2 separate regions of the Zea mays genome follow, and region 2 is linked to region 1. Evidence: chromatin contacts called from public Hi-C data. All regions are on one chromosome and are shown on one strand. The core of a region is the stretch at or near the end of the contact, and the rest is flanking DNA. Distances in the headings are between cores, read along the strand shown.

Region 1 (6,624 bases), core at 2,914-5,413:
AAGGCCTCGGGCGAGCCAGTGATGTGCCTGCCGTAAAAAGGGGGGCCTCGGGCGAGACGGAAGTCTCTCGAGGTCGGCTGCCCTTGGCCGAGGCTAGGCTCGGGTGAAGCGTGATCGAGTCACTCGTGTGGACTGATCCCTGACTTAATCGTACCCATCAGGCCTTTGCAGCTTTATGCTGATGGGGGTTACCAGCTGAGAATTAGGCGTCTTGAGGGTACCCCTAATTATGGTCCCCGACAGGTGTGCTAGCAGCGCAACGGTTAGCTGCCATGTCGGCCAGGAGCAACGGTCAAGTGGCGCATCGGACGATCCGGTGCCCCCCCAGAAGCAGAAAGTAGCCAATCAGGGGATTCTCTGCCCGCGCACTGCCCGCACACTGTTCACTGTCCGGTGTGCACCGGACAGTCCAGTGCACTCATGGACAGAAGGCAACCAAAGCCTACCAAATGGAGCTCCAACGACTCCTAGGTCCCTTGGTGCTATGAAAGTGACCCCTAGGCGCATAGAGCTCCACACCAAGCATCTATTGAACATCCTACATTTGGAGATACATGAGAATTTGGTTACAGGGACTAATTAGTCTTTCCATTTTAGTATTATTTAGTCTCTAAATTGCCAAGTAGTGGAACTAAAATAAGAACAAAACTGCTTTAGTCCCTAGTCCTTTAAGAGGTAACTAAAAAAGACTAAATCATATTAAATTCTCTGGTTTGATCCTCATTTATTTCAGTCAAGTGTCCGAACAAGTGATGGAGACACCGGTGACTTTCCAATTAACATAGGACTACATCAAGGGTCGGCTTTGAGCCCTTATCTTTTCGCTTTGGTGATAGATGAGGTCACAAGGGACATACAAGGAGTTTTACCGTGGTGTATGCTTTTTGTCGATGATGTGGTACTTATTGAGGAGAGTAGGAGTGGTGTTTCTCAAAAGTTGGAATTGTGGAGGCAGACGCTGGAAGCAAAAGGTTTTAGGCTTAGTAGGTCTAAAACAGAGTATATGAAGTGTGATTTCAGTGCCATGGGGTATGAGGATGGCGATGTTAGTCTTGATGGGCAAGTGGTACCCAAGAAAGACACTTTTCGTTACTTAGGATCAATGCTTCAGAAGGAGGGAGACATCGATGAGGATGTCAGTCATAGAATTAAAGCTGGATGGTTGAAGTGGCGACAAGCTGCGGGTGTCTTATGCGACCCCCGGGTGCCACACAAACTAAAAGGCAAATTCTACAGGACAGCAATCCGGCCGGCTATGTTGTATGGAGCAGAATGTTGGCCCACTAAAAGACGACATGTCCAACAACTAAGTGTGGCAGAGATGCGTATGTTGCGCTGGATATGTGGCCACACAAGGAGAGATCGAGTCCGGAATGATGATATACGAGAGAGAGTAGGAGTGGCGCCAATTGAGGAGAAGCTTATGCAACATCGCTTGAGATGGTTTGGACATATCCAACGAAGACCTGAAGAGGCACCAGTGCATATCGGAATAATTAGGCGTCCCAAGAATGTGAAGAGAGGTAGAGGTCGGCCAACTTTGACGTGGACAGAGGCTGTGAAGAGAGACCTGAAGGAGTGGAATATTGATGAAGAGCTCGCCGCAGATAGGAAGGGGTGGAAGTGTGCAATTCACGTGCCAGAACCCTGATTTATAGTTTCGCTTTTCCTCCTTAATCGTTTGACCTTTCCTTGTGCCCATTTTAGATCTTGCTGGTTCTTGTGGGTTTTATCTCTTTTATGTGTTTCCCCGTTTCGTTGTTTTCGGTTCTCCTTTGCCTTTGTTTCCCTTTTCTGTTCTTTGGGGGTTGAGCTCTGAGGTTTTCATACGGGGTTTCATCTCTAGCCTACCCCAACGTGCTTGGGACAAAAAGGCTTTGTTGTTGTTGTTGTTGCACTAATGACAGAAGAATGGTAAGGGACATTTTAGTCTTCTTATGAGTCATTTAATGTATTTTGAATAATTTTAGTCCTTGAAACCAAACAAGATTAGTTGGTATAGATTTTAATCCTTTCTCCAATAAATCCTTTAAAGCGCTAGATTGTTTCTGGGGAGCCCAAAAAACCCATTTGTAGCTACAAATGAGGGAGTTTTAAGGGCTATGAAAAAGTTGGGAGCACTTTAAGGAAATTGTTAGAGACATGTTTTTGTGTTTTTTCTAAAAAAATATTGATTTAGAGAGCTCTTGGAGATACTGTAAGAGCAACTCCAATAGTTATGTAAATTTTAGCACTCTAAATCACAGATTTAAGAAGTTGCTAAATGGCTTTTAGAGTAAAAAAATATGAGTTCTCCAATAGTTCTCTAAATATAGGTTGTAATTTTGTTTTGTATTTATCCACATAAAAAATAAGTCACAAAAACTATATAATGCAGTCAACATTTTTGTTTAGGGAGTTGTTAAATGGTTGCCAAATGTAGAGAGAAAATAAGGCTAGATGACAAGTTGTTAAATTTAGAAAGTTTATTTAGATAACTGTTAGAGAATAGTTTTCATGTTAACTACCTAAATTATTGATTTAGGAAGTCTTTTAGAGAACTACTGGAGTTGCTCTAAATACACTCCCTAAACATGGCCTCTGAAGTGTCCATAGCAGGACAAGACAACAATGTGATAGCAATGATACAATCATAGCACTATCATATGGTCAATCGAAAGTTTTGTGAGATTTTAAAAGAAAAATGTGGTTAGCTTGCTTTTTCACCAGAGGCCATGCATCCACATTGAGGTTTCAGGAAACCAAATTCTCATGTATCTCCAAATGATTGGATTCTTTTACAACAATGTCATAGCATTAAGAACTACAACATGAATTTAATTTAGTCTTCCTCCTGTATCTCCAAGTGATTCCATTCTTTTACCTTTTTCTTCTTTCTAAAATCAAGCAGTGCATGAAAAAAAATACCAGTGTAGTTGTTTAGAAGAAGGGCTCTTCTTGAACATGCTCCTCTCCACTGCCTAGTTCAGCAAAAGATTTGAACAGATTTATCGATAATTCTATGAACAGCTCAATCTTTTTCCTAAAAGCAAAAATTGCTTGATCTTCTTTCTTCTTGGCATGAGCTTTGCAAAAGATGTGGATCACCCAATTTCATCCCCATTCCCCGATTGGGAAAGAAATGGCAATGCCACCGGTGATCTTGGAATCTTGCCCTTGCTCGTCCAGCAGTCCTACAAGATGTGGACGGGGCCGATGGAGCAGAACGCGTCCGTCGGCCCCGCACCGGCGGCGATCCGGAAGTGCCAGAGGCGGCCCTTTGCGGCGACGAGGTTGTCCTCGCAGAGGTACTCCCACGCATACCACCGCTCCACCGTCCGGTCCACATCGTGCACCGCCACGTCCACTGCCTCGCCGCCAGCCATGGCGCGCGCCAGCGCCGCGGCGGTGTAGATAGTCCCCATCCGGCCGGGCTCCTCGGGCGCCGCCCCGCTGGGTCCGTCGACGACGACCACGTCCCACCGCGCGTCGAGCACCTCCCGCGGCAGCGATGTGAGCGCCAACGGGCACCCGGACTTGCGCACCGTCCCCGTGGGCCGCCGGCACGCCGGGCTCCCCCGCGCGCGCCGCAGCAGCGGCCACGCCTCCGCCGCCGCGTCGCGGTACCTGGTCTGGTGAACGGCCGCCGCGGCGGTGGACCCAGCCCCGCGGTCGGAGAGGAGCGCGCGGCGCGCGGCGTCCGCGTCGTCGGCGCTGTCTGTGACGAAGGCGGTGGCGGCCCCCGCGCCAGCTCCGAAGTTGAGCTTGGCGAGGGCGAGGAGCTGCGGGGACAGGCCGAACACCAGCAGCCTGCACGGCGCCCGCGCGGCGATGACGGAGCGGAGCAGAGCGAGCTCCTTGGAGGCGAGCGCGCTCCTAGCCGTCCCGTTACCGCCGCCGTCTGCGTCCCACGCCGGGCTGCTGCGGGAGGTGAAGCCCGCTGACGAGGACGACGAGCTGGTGAGGAGAAGGAGCTTGATGAAGGAGAGCGTGGAGAAGATGATGATGACGATGGTCAGCAGCTGCTTCGGCGGCAACATCCGGCCCCCGCCGCTCAGGTGCATCTGGAAGCTGCTCCTCCCCGTTTTTCTTGATCTGCTCTACCTGTCCTACTACTCGGGTCAGGTGTTCTACTGGCCTCCTGATCTTGTCTTCCTCGGCAATTTGCCCGCTCTGAGATGCGAGACCTCCGCTGCGTAGATGGGATGGATCGGATCTTGGTGAGGGGGTTGCTTTGCTCTCTGTCTCTGCCCCCGTGCTCTTGTCTCTGCTGGCTGGTAGGTGTTGACTTCTCCTCTCCTAAGAGCATCTCCAACAATGCCTTAAATTAGTGTCTCAAATTGAAATATGAGGCTCTACAAAGAAAAAAACTACTCCAACAATGCCTCAATTCATAAAATTTGGTCAAAAAATTATAGGGCACCGTCTCAAATGCATCAAATATACTACACCGTAGTGGTCTGCCCTATAATTTACATTTGAGGCTTTACTGTTGGAGCGGAGTGTTTTGTTGGTGCCCTAAATTCTATAAAATATGTTCATTTTTAAATTATAAGGCATTTTTATAAGTCACATTGTTGGAGATGCTCTAACTGCGGTTGCTGCTTGCTGATGTCTCAACTAACCATTCGACTATTCGAGCGATCGATCAGCTGTTTGCTGATGGAACAGCTTTGAGATTCGTGCTGCAGCTAAGTATGATTGCTGATGTTTCATCCTCTCCCTGATAATTAAACACTAAACCTTTCAAGGAATTTAATTTCAATATCTCCCTGACGACAAATTTCAATAAGCCTAAATTAAGGCCGAGATTTTGGGTACCTGACCTTTCCCAAGAAACTCTTCTGCACTGAGTAGCATGGTGGATCAAGACAGTGAACCTTTCCTATTCACCGTCCGGCACCACGGTTGTGACAGACGAAGCATGCCCACAAGCAGCAACTTCTGTAAACCTCTTCTTAATCACATACTAATCTTCCCAGGTGGTGGAGTCAACCGGAAGTTGGAACCATTTGATCAGCACTTGAGGGACGGCCTTACCAGTTACCACCCTTCTTCACGAGCCGGCGATCCAGGATGCGTTCTGGAACAATGTCTTGGGCACCTTGAAATCAGAAAAGACATGGAACACCGGGTGCACCAAGCTACCCCTCTAGTAATTTGAGTTTGTATGCTGCTACCCCAATGCGACCCACAATTTCAAACGGTCCAAAGTACTTAAATGCCAGTTTGGGAAAGGGTCCGCCGAGTGTTGCACATAGGGTTGAAGTTTCAGTCGCACAAAGTCTCCCACTTGGAAGTTGGAACTGACAATCAACACGACGATGGTCAGCATAGATCTTCATACGATTCTGGGCCTTGAACAGATTGTCCCTTAGAAGTTGCATATGAGCCTCATGTTGAAGGAGCCAATCAACCACGTCTGAAGAAGTGGTCAAGGACGGAACTAGCAATCCAAAGATGCAGCATCATAGCCATAGAGGGCTTTAAATGGTGTACAACCAAGAGCTGTATGAAAAATTGTGTTGTACCACATCTCAGCTAGGGACAACTACTTTTGGAGAGTCATAAACCGTGCATCTGAAGAAGTCCAGTGCCAAAAACTGAAAACAATTCCTTCCAAAACATGCTAGTGAAAATTTTATCCCTATCCGAAACAATGGATTTGGGAAACCCATGGAGCTTGATCACTTGATCGAACACAGCTCGAGCCACTATCTTGCGTTGTAAAAGGATGTTTCGATGGAATAAAATGGGCATACTTGGTGCCTAACAAGATGGAATAAAATTGGCAAGCCTTCTATGAAGTCCATGGTAATATCTTGCCAAGCACCAGTCGATACGGGTAAGGGTTGAAGTAAGCCCACAGGATGTGTATGAGTATTTTTTGAGTGCTGACAAACGGAGCATTGTTGAACAAAACTCTCCACATCAGTCTTAAGCCCCTTCCAAAAGAAAATTGTTTGACACGATGATAGGTGGCCTGAACTGCCGAGTGACCGACCTCGCACTGTTGTGGAGTGCAGTGCCTTGATGAGCTTGGTCTGTCACGCCGAGTTATGGGCAATCCAAATTTTGTCATGGAACTTAATGATGCCGTCAGTCAAGGAAAAATCATGTCCAAATTTCGAGACAGTAAGTCTTGCGCCGCTCGATCAGTTATATAACTGTTAAGAACCTCCTGCAACCAGATAGGTTTGGCCACTGAGACTGTTGTCGTGGAAAGCAGATGACCAACTCGGGATAAACTATTGAAAACTATTGAAAACTATGATGGATAAAGCAGGTGAGTCATCGCTTTCCTTTGCATGTCCAAGTGCAGATGTTGTTCAGTGAGGTAGGACAAACTTTGATGGTCTGTACGAATAACAAATGCATGGCGTTGAAGGTATGAACGCCATTTCTCAACATCCATGATAAGAGCGAGAAATTCTTTTTCGTATATAGATAATTTTTTATGATGAGGGCCAAGTGTTTTGCTGAGGAAGGTCATTGGGTCATCACGTTGCATCAACATGGCTCCAATGCCTAGGTCACAGGCGTCAGTTTCTAAGATAAACATCTCAGTGAAGTCAGGCAGAGCAAGGACTGGTGCACTCACCATAGCTTGTTTTAGTTGACTGAAAGCATGGGTGGGTTGATCTG
Region 2 (6,530 bases), core at 3,998-6,497, 740 kb after region 1:
AGGAAGGGATATTGGATTTGAAAGCCCTTGGCCCAGACGTATTGAAGCTAGCCTATAAAAATAAAGATTATAGGGACTTACACTGATTGATCCTCTTTGTAAGGAACATGCCTAGACTAGCACTTCTACTTATGTATGAAGGTGGATCTGACTCCATTCTTTTGATTCCCCTCCTCTAACCTCTTTAAAGATAAAGCAAAAGGCTATTATATTAGGAGGCTTGGGTCAAAGAGCTACTACTTGACAAAAGAGCTACTTCAACAACTACTTATTCGGTCTGCTTTCGGTTTAAAGTTCTTTAGTTAGAACTTTTTGGGCACGCACAAAGATCACGTGAACTCAATGGTGTGCGTAGGGTAACTAACGAAGCACTAAAAGAAGGCAAGAGCATGCCTCACTCACTGAGCACAATGCCCTACCTACCATCTCGATTCTCAACGAATTGGATGCTCACCACATATTTAGTATATGGGTGTATGCTCGCGAAACCTACTTCACTCCCACCCACCTCTGATTGCATTAGCCTGCTGATTGATCCCGGCAAGGAATGTGGTTCGGCAAAGGATAATTTCAATATTATTTCTTTGGATTTACTTTTTATGAAAGCGATGATTCCATCTAATTTTCATTCTCCCTTCCTTTTTTCAGACTTAGACTAGAAGCTAGCGCTTTTTGGCATCACTTAAATAAAATATCCGACATCATCTTTTGGACAAGATCCTCTTCGTTCTTCTTCCGGGTTAAAGGGCGAAAGAAAAAGGGCAAAGGAAAAGGCCACCTCATCAATATCAGGATACTCTGAGGGTTGCAAGTTTTGATGCACCCGAGCCAAATCTGACTTTTTTGAGTAAAGCCTTATGATGTTTTCAATTTATTAAGGAAAGAGGCTTCTTTGCAAAGAAAAGGGATAGCGCTAGGAATATCAATAGCGTACGGATAGCATTATTCCATTCCATTGCTATTTTCCTTCGTTTCGTAAAGTATCGTAAAGTAAAGTAAACTCAGGGTTTCCCGTACTCGGATGGTTGCTTCTACGTCAATTCATGGAAAGCTGCCACCATGGTTCGTGATTGGGCACAAGAGAGAGAGAGAGAGAGAGTCAAGCGAGTTTCAGTAGGTTCGGGCCGCTTCCTGTGGAGGCTTTGTATGTGGGAAGTGTTTACCAGTGGTATCTACCGAGTTGTGAGGTGCTAGAATGAGATGAAAGTGAAGGGGATCTCACTTGGCCTTATATACACGACCGTAGGGTGCTTCCCGCGTACATGTTGATCACATTTTTCCTGCTTATCTCCTAGCTAATAACGAACAACCTTCGCTGCCCCGAGGAAAACTCGACACCTCTGCTCCGAGCTATCTTCTACGTTTTAGGATGTCGGGCGCGGGAAAAACAAACGGCCTCAACGCGATCACACCAAAGCCGCGATTAATCCGGGCGTGGGCCCATCGCTCTCCTGGGTCGGCCCGTTTCCGCCGTTTCCCTCTGCCCAGCCCACGGCGAGATGTCATTGAGAGGCGACTGGCATGTGGCCCTAGGCAGAGTTTTTGCTCCCGAGTGGAACCGGGGGATATTTGTCTCCCACACACTGACCTATCATATTAGAGCAAGGTTAATAGTGCAGACACACCAACAATAAAGCCCACACATATCATAATTGGTTGTTAGATTGACTCATAATGCACACACAGACTCGCGCGAGCCATGCCGACCGGATACGGTTGTTTCCACCGTATGTGTAGATGCAGATAAATATTTTTAAAATAGCTTATTTTGCATCTGTTCATGCAGTTCGTGCTCTTCATATACAGCCAACCAAACAGACGTTCAACGAAAGTCAATATACGTGCTGGTTCAAAACGAGAAGATGCAGGTAACCAATCATGTGGATAGTGAAAAGCATTTAATGCTTGCATGTAAATGGGGAAGTAAGAAAGACACATTTGCTGTTAGCTGAGAATTTAAGCTAATTAATTCAGCTACAATTAATAGAGACAAAATAATGTAGAAAAAGTAGAATCCGTTTTGGAATAAAATGCAATGGAGAGGTCAGGTGATAAAGTGAATATTTTTGCCTCATACCATGTGCTGCTCGTGATAAAATTAAAATGAACTGAGCCGAGTCGTGGCAAACTGACCACAAGCCGACCAAGTTCACGACAGTGGCCCTACCGGAGACGGAGAGGAGCACCGTCCACCGCCATGTCCTCCACTCCAACCCAAGCAAGGCACATATACCCCCGTCCCATCGTATACGAATCACAGACAAAGCACGAGCGGTGGTAGCTGGCCAGCCACCATGGCTCCACCACCTCTGTTCCCGCTCCCGCCTCTCCTCATCCTCCTCGTCATCGTGCCTCTGTTCCCCACCGCCGCGCGGACGGCCACGACGCTGCCGCTGTACCGCCACCTACCGCACGTAGCCGAGGCCGTGGCATCGCACCACCACCCGCTGTCCCGCCTGGCCGCCGCGTCGCTGGCCCGCGCGTTGCACCTCAAGCGCCGGGACCCCAACCACCACAGCCAGAAAGGATCAGGCGGCCACCCGTCAGTACCAGCCACCGCCGCGCTGTACCCGCACTCCTACGGCGGCTACGCCTTCACGGCGTCGCTCGGCACGCCGCCGCAGCCGCTCCCCGTGCTGCTCGACACCGGCAGCCACCTCACGTGGGTGCCATGCACCTCGAGCTACGAGTGCCGCAACTGCTCCTCCCCATCCGCCTCCGCCGTCCCGGTCTTCCACCCCAAGAACTCCTCCTCCTCCCGCCTCGTGGGCTGCCGCAACCCCTCCTGCCAGTGGGTCCACTCTGCCGCGAACCTCGCCACCAAGTGCCGCCGCGCCCCCTGCTCCCCCGGCGCCGCCAACTGCCCCGCCGCCGCCAGCAACGTCTGCCCGCCCTACGCCGTGGTCTACGGCTCCGGCTCCACAGCCGGTCTGCTCATCGCCGACACCCTGCGCGCGCCGGGCCGCGCCGTCCCCGGCTTCGTCCTCGGATGCAGCCTCGTGTCCGTGCACCAGCCGCCGTCGGGCCTCGCGGGCTTTGGCCGCGGCGCGCCGTCCGTGCCCGCGCAGCTCGGCCTCCCGAAGTTCTCCTACTGCCTCCTGTCCCGCCGCTTCGACGACAACGCCGCCGTGAGCGGCTCGCTAGTCCTCGGTGGCACCGGAGGCGGCGAGGGCATGCAGTACGTGCCCTTGGTGAAGAGCGCGGCGGGCGACAAGCTGCCGTACGGCGTGTACTACTACCTGGCGCTGAGGGGCGTGACGGTGGGCGGGAAGGCGGTGCGGCTCCCGGCGCGGGCGTTCGCGGCCAACGCGGCGGGGTCCGGCGGCACCATCGTGGACTCCGGCACCACGTTCACGTACCTGGACCCGACCGTGTTCCAGCCCGTGGCGGACGCGGTGGTGGCTGCGGTGGGCGGGCGGTACAAGCGGTCCAAGGACGCGGAGGACGAGCTGGGGCTGCACCCCTGCTTCGCGCTGCCGCAGGGCGCCAGGTCCATGGCGCTGCCGGAGCTGTCGTTCCACTTCGAGGGCGGGGCGGTGATGCAGCTCCCGGTCGAGAACTACTTCGTGGTCGCGGGGCGCGGCGCCGTGGAGGCCATCTGCCTCGCCGTCGTCACCGACTTCAGCGGAGGCTCCGGGGCTGGGAACGAGGGCAGCGGCCCGGCCATCATCCTCGGCAGCTTCCAGCAGCAGAACTACCTGGTGGAGTACGACCTGGAGAAGGAGAGGCTGGGGTTCCGCCGGCAGTCATGCACGTCGTCGCCGTCGTGAGGTCTCACGACGTCGGCATGGCGGGGATCGGAGTGGAGGCCAGTAATTACTCCAGAGTCCAGTCCACGTAACGCTCCAAATTCCAATTCCAAAAGCTGGCTGCTTGATCTTTTGTTAGTGCTCGTGTACTGCTAATAAAAACTAAATTTACTGTCATCTACTACTACTATTAAGTTATTGAAAGACGTGGCTTGCTTTGGGTTTCATTGGTAGTTTTACTTTTAACCCCTTTAATTTGGTAGTGGACTATCATGGGCTTGTGTGGAATGTTTGTGGGCCTATCTCTCTTGTCGCATGCCTTGATTGCGTGTGGTTGTGGTGGGTACCTAATTTACTGACATGTCAGTGGCAATTGTAGGAGGCAGGGCATGTGCCATTGATCGGCATACGTACTCCATAGCAAGAGGGAAGGGCCAAATGAGCATGGGCCCTTTGAAGTCGTGTCAGAAAAACAAACTTGTCTTGTGGCCACCAGGGCGCACGAGCGTTATTCGCTGTCCACGGCGATGTACAGCAGCAGCAGCAGGCAGAGTATCCCTATCCTAACAGCCAAAAATCAGAACCACACTTTGCAATCCGTGGGCTGAAAGGGCGAGGCGCTGGCGGCGGCGGGGACGGGGACGGGGACGGAGAGCGTGCACGTGATCTTCGCGTTGGGCCCGTGGGCCTTGAACGCCCAGAACTTGACCCTGAGCTTGGCGTTGAGATCCACGTCGACGTCGAAGCGCCCCGCGGACTGCTGCTGCCTGAACTGGGCGGCGGCGACGTCGCCCTGGAGCAGCTGCGTGCCGCGGAACCCCGGCGCCAGCTTGGTGGCCGCCCCCGTGCCCTGATAGAAGGCGTCGAGCGGCGCGTAGCCGAAGCGCTGGCCCTCGTACGAGGCCAGCGCCTGGACGTCGTCGTAGTAGAGCCCCACCCGCGTGTTGGGGTTGCGCACCGTCATGGTGACGTTGAGGTCGTAGGCGAGCGTGGAGGAAGCGGAGAGCGCGAACTGGGAGAGCGAGGCCGAGTCGACGGTGGCCGCGATCATGCGCGGCTTCAATATGAGGTAGAGGGCGAGGGCCAGGAGGCCCAGCGTGACGGCGAGCGAGACGAGGATGCTGCACAGGCAGCTGAAGAGGCACCTGCAGGGGCAGCACAGGCACGAGATGGCGCGGCTCGCGGAGCCCATGGCGGTGGTGGCCGGGGTTTTGGTAAATCCGGGACGGCGGTGGAGGGATTTGGATCGGATTTGGTGGTTCGTGCGGTGGTGGCTGGGTTATATCTATATGCAAGGGAAAGGGACGCCGGGATGAACGGCGACGCGGTTGTGTAAATGCAAACTGCTCCGCCTGCGGATTGGAGATCGGGGAAGTGGAAGGCACGGCGAAGTGGCTGCCGGCCGTGGTGGAGATACGAGGAGGCGCCGCAAGCACATGGGTTGCTTGGGTGGGTCGTTTGGGCGTCCCGAGTCAGGCCAGCCACAATCCCACGCCGTCTCGTCCAACGTTCACAGAAACAAATTGCATTTGCTGCCGTGTGTGCATCACAACTTCCCCCACTTCGTTCAGCATCGGTGGATCCATTGATAAAGACGCGTCACGACTCACTATCGCACTGTCTCATTTCATTCCTTCCATCTATCCATGGGCCAGGAATCATACCCCTCGTTCCAAAAGTTGAAGAAACATTTTTAAAAAAATCAACAGTTTAGACACATATATCTTTTGAACTGCTTATATAAGTGTTGAACACTAAAATTGACAGCACTGATACCGTTGGACAGTCCACTGGAAGCTCATACGGTTCGTCCCCTCACAGTCCGACTTATTAGCCCGGACCGTCTGAGACCAGATAAGTTTGAGTGAGTTCTGATTTGTTGTGAGATCTTCTCTGTTTCTTACGTTGTCTTGTTGGACTTCGGTTACTATAAGATTGAGACATTTCCCCTATAAATATGAAGGAGTACATCTCGAACACACTCAATTCAATTGAAACATTCCAATTACCTCACTTATCTTCATGCATTAGGCTTGGATGTAGCGTAGCTCTAGTTGTAGTTCCTCGATCTCAGTCTTAGCTCTCTTCGCCTCTACATCATTTAGAGGCGCTTTGAGTGGCCTGCCGACACCAAAGCAATCCTATGATCCCTCTCCCTGACGAAGTCTCTCTCGGGAGGCGAGATCTAGATTGTACATGAAGTCATCTACGCCATCATAGAGAAGAGCGTGGTTATTTGTGCGCATTGCAAACGGTCCTCTGCGTCATCTCGGAGAGAAGTCCCAAGGTCCTACGTGTCGCGCACAAGCTCTAAAGATCATTAGTATTTAGCCAAAGACGCCAACAATAAGTTGATCACTAAAGTGCTTACAATATGGCTTGAACCTTTTGCTCGAAAACTTTTCAATGAGCAACAAACTGTCTTCATAAGAAGGGGAGGCACATTATGAGTGGTGCGATGATCTTACATGAACCCAAAAGAAGAAAAGAGACTAGGACTGTACTCAAACTTGATTTTGAAAGAAACATATGATCAAGTCAACTAAGATTTTATGTTTCATTGTTTTTAGGAAAAAAAGGCTTTTGCAAAAAAAAATGTCCTTAACGCGTATGGTTGTTAAAGAGGGCACCGCCAGTATTAAGATCAATAATCAAATTGCTAGATACATAAAAAGATGTAAAAGAGTTAGACATGGTGATCCTCTATCACCTACCTATCCAATTTTGTTGGTGACAGCTTGGCTAGAATGTTTGTCAAATGTCACGAAAACAATGCTAAAT

What was found. A called contact is a pair of places that touch in the nucleus more often than the background predicts.
Region 2: a contact with region 1 is called in a Hi-C map of root tip, with 6 times the contacts expected there. The contact joins the promoter of LOC100280654 here to the promoter of LOC100192543 in region 1. A contact is called at or near these places in 6 of 25 Hi-C or Micro-C datasets (bundle sheath, ear, leaf and 3 more) and 1 of 3 datasets of contacts at active chromatin or transcription factors (leaf).

What each region holds. Positions count from the first base shown.
Region 1 is chr2:27,189-33,812 of Zm-B73-REFERENCE-NAM-5.0, forward strand. LOC100192543 reads right to left here and starts at 4,164. Exons shown (of 1, transcript NM_001137762.1): 1 at 2,793-4,164. The coding sequence starts at 4,043. The coding sequence ends at 3,174.
Region 2 is chr2:761,438-767,967 of Zm-B73-REFERENCE-NAM-5.0, forward strand. It overlaps LOC100280654 (harpin inducing protein), which reads right to left and starts at 5,248. Exons shown (of 1, transcript NM_001153572.2): 1 at 4,212-5,248. The coding sequence starts at 4,941. The coding sequence ends at 4,327. It overlaps LOC100501345 (pentatricopeptide repeat-containing protein At3g51320), which reads left to right and starts at 6,142. Exons shown (of 5, transcript XM_020547962.3): 1 at 6,142-6,530. It overlaps LOC100280633 (aspartic proteinase nepenthesin-2), which reads left to right and starts at 2,136. Exons shown (of 1, transcript NM_001153550.2): 1 at 2,136-3,974. The coding sequence starts at 2,295. The coding sequence ends at 3,770.